Regions from separate parts of the Podarcis muralis genome. Here region 2 is linked to region 1. The links are chromatin contacts, called in public Hi-C maps. All regions are on one chromosome and are shown on one strand. Each heading gives the region's core, a stretch centred on a gene start, on an enhancer-like site or on the middle of the called end of the contact. The rest is flanking DNA. Distances are from core to core; before and after follow the strand shown. Region 1 holds the start of AAR2 (AAR2 splicing factor). Region 2 holds the start of MYBL2 (MYB proto-oncogene like 2).

Region 1 (4,244 bases), core at 544-3,043:
TCCCTATGGGCTTGCTTCGCAAGACGGAAACGTCTTGCAAGTTTGTTTCCTTTTTCTTAACACCGTTAATACAGTTGCGACTTGACTTCGAGGAGCAACTCATAGAACACGGTGTGGTAGACTTTTTTGAGGTTTTTAAAGACTTTGGTGATTTTTGAAGCTTTTCCAAAACTTTCCCGACACCGTGCTTCGCAAGACGAAAAAAATCGCAAGACGACAAAACTCGCGGAACGAATTAATTTTGTCTTGCGAGGCACCACTGTATCAGCAAGACACAATGCATAAAATACCACAAAAACATACAAATACCACAAAACATGAAAAACGATAAAAAGGATTAAACTGAGAAACAAGGACTCACAACTTACAAAATTATTATTTTTTAAATATCCCTGAACTCCTCTCTTCCCAGATGCTTCTGCTGTTCTCAAAGTCATGGTCTGGGAAAGGCTTCTAGGCCTGGAGGGTGGGGCAAGGCAGGTGGGAAAAGCCATTGCCTGATGGCCAGCACAGTGTCTCTCCCTTAACTTTAATTAAAAGAAGCTTGCATATCAGGGCTGGGAAACAACCTTGCCCAAGTCCTTGGAAGGAAAACTTCTGAGCAGTCAACTGAGCTTTTATGAAGCGGGCAGAGGACCTTGCTTGGAGCCTAAAGTAAGAGTTCTCTATCACTTTAAAAGACTTCATGTTTTTATTGTTTGGTGTTTGCTACGCAGATGTATCTGACCCTCTTAAAAACCTATAACTTCAAGACCTTATAGCAGGAGCAGGAAACCTGTGGCCCTTGAGAAAATTACAACATCCACCATCGCACAACAGTACTCTTCCTTCCTACTGTTTCCAGCTGCTGTTATTTTACTTTTTTATTATTATTCAGAAGCACACTGCTTGCAACAGTGGAGGCAGAACGTAGCCATTAGGGTTAGTAGTCACCAATAGCCTTCATGAATTCTTGTTTAAAATAAGGTTACCAGATTTTTTTCAATGAATCTGGGGACACTTTTCAACTTCAGTAGGAATGATAGAATTTTGTATGGGGACTGCTTTGTAAATCCAGGGACATCTGGTAACCTTAGTTTAAAACCTTCAAACTGGTGTCAGATAGATATGGTTTCACACTAGAAAAACCCTAAGATCTCCCAACCAGAGCCAGGTGCAAAAAACAATAGTTTGAATTAAACAAGGAGCCTCTGACCGAGCACAATCTGGACCTAGGAAAGTGGTTCCAGGACCAGAACTGAACAAGGCGCAAAGCCATTTCACACAAGAGACCATACCTGGTTATCCCATGCTTTCTAAACCCCAGCTGCCTAAACTGATGGGAGGATGTTGCTATTCTAAAACCACCGGGGAGTCAGAAACGCTTTGTTGCTCTAGTCCATGGCGAATAACCCAGAGATCGGCCAGTAGATCCCTTATGCTCTGTTTGACTGATTATCTTCTCTCGCGGAAACCGTCCTCTCCGCCCGCAGGTGTGCAGGGACACCTCATCGCAGCGCCGGAGAAACCTGCACAGGAGTCACCGCGTTTTCTTTGGTGCAGCTGCTGGCACAGTGCCGAGCCTCTCGGTACGGAGAAAGGACGGAGGATTAAACATCCGCAATCCCGCCAACTTTCCAAGCAAGCAAGCAAACACGTCGCGCCTCCGCCTCTTACCCAACTTGTCTCTCAACCGGCAAAGGCTACTTTTCAGCATCCAGAGCGGAACGTCTTGAGGCGCTGCCGCGGGACCTACCCGGACTGCTTTTTGAGAGGGACCGGACGTCGTTCGCTTTCCCCTGTCTCTAGGGTCGCCGGATATCCAACGCCGTTGCCGGAAGTTGCCGACAAGTGTTTCCAGGGGCTTGCTGGGGCGAGAGTTCCTCGAGTTTGGCGGCTGCGCTTCCCTTCCTCGGGGCGCGGAAGGGAGGTGAGAAGTGGGCGAAGGCTGCGTCGGGCGGGCGTGGCATCCCCTGCCCTTCGCCTTTCCCTCTTCGCGGCCACACGGTGGGCCCGGGCTAAACTTCCCCAGTATCTTCCCTTGAGGCTGCTCTTCTCTATTCCCTCCCACCCGGGCAGGGCCTCTGCTCTCACTTTAACAGAGCTGCGCGAGGAGTCTAGAAGCCCGCGGGTGCAGCGATAAAGGCAATAAAGCGTCACCTGTGGAACTTGTGCTCCTTGGGCAGCCGGAGTTCAAGGTACAGGAGTTGCAGTCGGAGAGAAGGGTCGTAGAAGTGAATTGAGAGACATGATCTGGAAAGGACCGCGAGGGCCATCTAGTCCAACCCTTCGTAACGCAGGGATCTTTTCCCCAACGTGGGGCTTGAGCCCACGACTCTGAGATGGAGAGTTTCATGCGACTAAATTCCTGTTGCCAGAAACTCTTCTACCACTATTCCTTTTCATTCCTCTTTTGTTTTTCCCCCTTGTTGGCCGCAGAGGCAAGTACAGTGGTACCTCGGGTTACAGACGCTTCAGGTTACAGACTCTGCTAACCCAGAAATAGTACCTCGGGTTAAGAACTTTGCTTCAGGATGAGAACAGAAATTGGGCCGCAGCAGCAGCAGCCGGAGGCCCCATTAGCTAAAGTGGTACCTCAGGTTAAGAACAGTTTCAGGTTAAGAACGGACCTCCAGAACAAATTAAGTCCTTAACCTGAGGTACCACTGTATGTAGTTCTGGAGCACATGCTTTGCATGCGGATGGTCCCATGTTAAACTCATAGCATCTCCCCATGTAGAGCTGGGAGAGGCTCCTCCTGCCTGTGTGAATGTCATGGACTGGCTGGATGCATAGGAGTGGTGGGAGGCACTAGCTGAGGAATCCCCCAAGGAACCCTAGGGGAAGAAGACTCAGAGTTAGGGTGGTGGTGGAGTGGTCAGAGGGAGATGCCTGGGAGGTGGTGGTGTCAGAAGCAGAAGAGGTAACGGTTTAGTGAGCAGGAAGAGGCTGTGGCAGAGACTGAAGCAGATGCTAGAGAGGAGGTTGGCTAAGAGGCAGAGTTGAGGCAGACTGCTGAAGAATCCAGGGAGTAGCCCCCTCCCGCTGTGACCACCCCAGCCCCCACCTCCAGACTCATTAAAAAACACACAGGAGAAAAGGAAAAGAGCAGAGCAGAGATTGATTGTGGACTGATGCCGTTTTCAACTGCTTGGGAAAGACCCTGGAAAGAAGGAGCTTTAGAGAGCAGGGGAAAAGTGAGGACCTCCAGTCCTTGCAGTTGCCTCATTGGAGCAAGACCTACTGGGAAGAGTTGCTGGGATCACTAGGCCTGTGCTGTTTTGGTTTCTTGAATATAGTGGTACCTCAGGTTAAGTACTTAATTCGTTCCAGAGGTCCGTACTTAACCTGAAACTGTTCTTAACCAGAAGCACCACTTTAGGTAATGGGGCCTCCTGCTGCCACTGTGCTGCCAGAGCACGATTTCTGTTCTCATCTTGAAGCAAAGTTCTTAACCTGAAGCACTATTTCTGGGTTAGCGGAGTCTGTAACCTGAAGTGTATGTAACCTGAAGCATATGTAACCTGAGGTACCACTGTAATGAGTTAACTTCACTGTGTTTTTTATTGGTGACCTATGCCTGACACAATCTCCTTGCAGCACTGAGCTAGCTGGACCAATGGTCTGACTCATTATAATGCAGCTTCCTAGTTTCTCTTCAAGCCTACATTAGTCAGAAAGCCTGCACACATAAGTTGTTTAAATCCCATTTACTTTGGGACTTGAATCTTGTTTCCTGATGGAGGTAGTTGTAACTTCTGTCCCATGGACAGTGAAGATAAATTCAGTTGGAAAATTATTTTGCCTGGCTTCTACAGAATGAGTCAGGAATGTGGCCCATCAAGCTTGGCACGGACTAGTCTAGCAAGAGCCTAGTCACATATGTATCATGCTTGTAAAGTGTATTCAGATGAGATTTGTTTGCTCTTTTCTAGATTTCTCATAAGGTTGTAGTGTGACCAAGGGAGAAGCAGAAATGCAGATAGATCAAGACCTGGCAAAGCGGCTCTTTTTTGAGGGCGCTACAGTCATCATTTTGAATGTGCCAGAAGGAACAGAGTTTGGCATTGACTACAACACTTGGCAAGTGGGCCCCAAGTTCCGTGGAGTCAAGATGATACCCCCTGGAATTCATTTCCTTCACTATAGCTCTGTTGATAAGAACAATCGCAAAGAGAGTGGCCCTCGCACCGGCTTCTTCATGAACTTGCAGCCATGTGATCTGCGAGTGCTACACTGGGACCCCGTCAGGGAAGAAGTAGACC
Region 2 (4,040 bases), core at 343-2,842, 430 kb before region 1:
CCAGAGCTGTACCTATTTATCTACTTGCACTTTGACGTGCTTTCGAACTGCTAGGTGGGCAGGAGCAGGGACCGAGCAACGGGAGCTCACCCCGTCGCCGGGATTCGAACCGCCAACCTTCTGATCGGCAAGTCCTAGGCTCTGTGGTTTAACCCACAGCACCATCCGCGTCCTTCCACATCCCTAGTTTGGCCCAAAAGCAGGAATCTAGGCCACTTACATGTGCAGTGCTTATTTAGAGTGTTAGACTAGACCAGGGTCCAAATTCCCCCTCAACCATGATGGTTGGTCTCCCAACCTAATGCACCTCACAGGTAACTTGCTATGTGGCTCAACAGGGAAAGGGGAGATCCATGCACACCATTTTAAACACCTTGGAAAAAATGTGAGCTATAAACGCAACACCAAATAATATAAGTAATGCCATGCTGCCTTTCACACATCATTGTTGTTGTTGTTTAGTCGTTCGTGACTCCATGGACCAGAGCACGCCAGGCACTCCTGTCTTCCACTGCCTCCCGCAGCTTGGTCAAACTCACAGCACCCTAAATGGCCAGAACATTCCCAGTAGTCTCCTCACAGATACAGTGTGTCTACTCAGAAGTAAGCGCTATTGAATTCAGTGGGGCCTACCCCGCCCAGTAAAGTGAGTTTAGGATGCAGCCATAAGCCATGATTTTTCACAGCTTTCCCAACTACCCCCACCTGGTAGCTGGACCTGGCAGTCCTCATATAACAACCATTAGGTCCACCATCCAGGCAATCCCAATTCAAGTCTTTGCCAGCTCGTTATCAGTTCCTCTCCTTGCTTTAGCACCAGAAGGCCTCTAAACAAGATCTGGGGGGGTCCCGCTCCAGACTGTGGCCCACGATCCCTTTCATAACCGAACTGCTCTTCCTTGCAAAAGGATCAGCTTAATACTAATAATGATGATGAAAAAAGGACAAAATAGATCACTAGGGAAAGCAGAGTGACGCTCTTCCTTTCTCCCTCCCGCACCGCTTGGCGCAAAAGAGCCAAGTTCCTCTCCCCGCCCTTGCAAATTCACGCGGGCCATTTTAAGCACCTTTAAAGCAGCTTTCCCCTTTCAGATCGCGGCAAATAAATCATCCCCGATATAATTTTACAGATCTATCCCTGTGTATGCTCCACTACCGTGGACGGTGAGTCAATCAGTTGGGGGGGAAAGGGAGGGGGGGAGGAGAGAAAGGAAAAGAAAACAGGCGGGGAACGGATTTCCCACCACCTTTCCAATCCATCCTAAACGATGCCTCCAAAAACAGCTGCAATATTCTCTTTTCCCGCCCCCCGCCTCAAATGCAACTCACCAGCGAGCCCTGCGAGACATCCTGCCTTTTTTCCCTCTGCGTTCAAATCATGCGATGGCCAAAAATAATAATAAAATGAAACTTCCAAAAGAACAGAAAAGGCTACCAGAACTTGGAGGGGGATGGGGGGACGGATGCCGCTAAAGGACCCCCTCTGAATAGCGCGCGCAAGCCAGGCTGCTGCTGCTACTGCTGCAGCTCCGTGGCTCGCGCCCGCCCGGGACTCCGAAAAGCACTTTCCTATCTCGCGCCAACTCCGCCCCAGCCAGCCACCTTTTCCGGCGGAGTGACGCTGCGCGCGCGCGAGGCTGACGACACACAGGGTATTCTTGGGAGGGAAAAAGAGGAGGCGGAGGAAGAAGAGGTGGGAAGGGCAAAAAAAAAAAAGTGGCGCGCGCGGGCAAGTTGCAGCTTTGTATACTGTATTATCTCTTTATCTATAATAAAGTTTTTATTTTCCTTGGAGCAGAAGTCTGCTCCAAATCTAAGAAAGTGAAATATGGTGTTGCGACACTGCAGCAAGCAATGAAGAAACAAAAGCCAAAATGCTTACGTGGGAAATAAGATGGGTGCAATCGGTTTCTCATTATTATTTCAATAGGCGAAATCATCATCATCATTATTATTATTATTATTATTATTATTATTATTATTATTATTATTATTATTATTATTATTTGCTACATTTCTTAAACAGACTGTATTTGTGGATTGCAGGTATTTATATAACCCGCCTCTTTATTTGGGGGTTTTTTTTCTCCTGTTAAGGAAAATATGTGTCGAGATTGAATGAGCAGCGTCCCTTTTTCCTTTCACTTTTTGAGTTCGCTTATTAGCACTGCTAAAATGTAACTTTTCCCGTTAATGAATTCCGACGCGGGGGTGGTTTCTTAGGGTTAGTGGACGGCGCTTCACGCTTTCCGGTTTAGTACTTTTATCCTGCCCTTCCTCCAAGAGGTTAGAGTAGAGGAGTTCGGAGTGTCGATGCTGCGCACAAACTCCGGGCCATTTTGTCCTCCTAACAACCCTTTGAGGTAGGCAAAGGGCTGAGAGAAAGTGACGGGTCCCAGCAAACCCTAAGCGAGCTTGACGGAGGAGACTCTTGGGTCCAACAATTAACCCTACACAGCTTCCCTCTATCATTGATTGCAATCCTTGTTTCTAGCAGGGCATCTGCGTCTTTCATTACTGCTGCGCAACAGGCAGAAATTCAAGAGGCGGTGCCTTTTTCCATCCTCCACTAGTTCAGTGCTGGGAAAGCTTCACGCATTGGATTTCTGCCTGCCATTGAAATGTTAAAAGCTGAGAAAGCCCCTGCAAGAGAGAAAAAGTGCCCGAAGGAGTATTGTGCCTTAACAGGCAGATGAACACAAAGTAAGAGGGTAGCAAGCTACCAATGAGATCAAGAGGTGGTACAGGGAAAGAGAACCTGTGGTCCTCCAGATGTTGAACTCCTATTGAGTGCAGCTGCTATAGGCAGTGGAGTTGTAGTCCAGTCCAACAACATCTGCAGGCAGTGCCGGATTTACATATAGCTATAGCTTAGGGATAAGGGACGCGGGTGGCGCTGTGGGTAAAACCTCAGCGCCTAGGACTTGCCGATCTCGATCGGCGGTTCGAATCCCCGCGGCGGGGTGCGCTCCCGTCGTTCGGTCCCAGCGCCTGCCAACCTAGCAGTTCGAAAGCACCCTCGGGTGCAAGTAGATAAATAGGGACCGCTTACCAGCGGGAAGGTAAACGGCGTTCCGTGTGCTGTGCTGGCTCGCCAGATGCAGCTTTGTCACACTGGCCACGTGACCCGGAAGTGTCTCCGGACAGCGCTGGCTCCCGGCTTCTAGAGTGAGATGAGCGCACAACCCTAGAGTCTGTCAAGACTGGCCCATAGGGGCAGGGGTACCTTTACCTTTACCTTTATAGCTTAGGGCTCCACTCTCTTGGGGGCCCCCCAAAAATTGGATGTACATTTCCAAAATATAAGATAAAAAACAAATAAAATAAAACCTACATACAGCAGCAGTGTTTTGTGTTGTGTAGGCTCCTATGAGGTAAGTAATGGGCCCCGCCTGCTCCGTAAATTATCACTGGTTTGCTCATTTCTATATATAGTGTGCCTACATTCTGCATGTGCAAATGACTTTAGATACCTATTTGTTGTTGTTTAGTCATTTAGTCGTGTCCGACTCTTTGTGACCCCATGGACCAGAGCACGCCAGGCACTTCTGTCTTCCACTGCCTCCCACAGTATATACAACACAAAAACCAGCAACAATTTGCGGTTGACAAAGGACACCTGGACATATCAAGGGCCCCATTACCTTCAGTAGCTTAGGGCCTCATCAAACGTAAATCCAGCCCTGTCTTCAGGGCAGCTTAGTTGCCTGTTCCTCCTATTTCTTTGCAAAGAAAGAATGCTGATTGTATTACAATATCAGGTTTCCCTTTGTTTCATTATCACATGACACAGTTGCTCCTTAAATGTAGATACTTACCGCTTTTTCTCCCCCCTGCTTCCAGTAGGTGGTAGGAAGATAAGCAGCTTGGGAGGCATCAAGAACTACCTCTCCCCATATGAACTGACCTGGACCCAGCAGTTATAATCTGAGGCCCTTCTTCATGTGCCTCTTCTGCGAGAGGTCCAAAGGGTGGCAACACAAGAAGGGGCCTTTTCTGCGGTGGCTCCTCATTTGTGAAATGCTCTCCCCAAGGAGGTT

Evidence for each region. A called contact is a pair of places that touch in the nucleus more often than the background predicts.
Region 2: a contact with region 1 is called in a Hi-C map of blood, with 3 times the contacts expected there. The contact joins the promoter of MYBL2 here to the promoter of AAR2 in region 1. A contact is called at or near these places in 2 of 3 Hi-C or Micro-C datasets (blood and tail).

Annotation. Positions count from the first base shown.
Region 1 is chr5:74,471,668-74,475,911 of rPodMur119.hap1.1, reverse strand. AAR2 (AAR2 splicing factor) reads left to right here and starts at 1,793. Exons shown (of 4, transcript XM_028734938.2): 1 at 1,793-1,909; 2 at 3,915-4,244. The coding sequence starts at 3,956. It overlaps LOC144327835 (a long non-coding RNA gene), which reads right to left and starts at 1,776. Exons shown (of 2, transcript XR_013392994.1): 1 at 1,657-1,776.
Region 2 is chr5:74,897,535-74,901,574 of rPodMur119.hap1.1, reverse strand. It overlaps MYBL2 (MYB proto-oncogene like 2), which reads right to left and starts at 1,592. Exons shown (of 14, transcript XM_077929240.1): 1 at 1,330-1,592. The coding sequence starts at 1,349.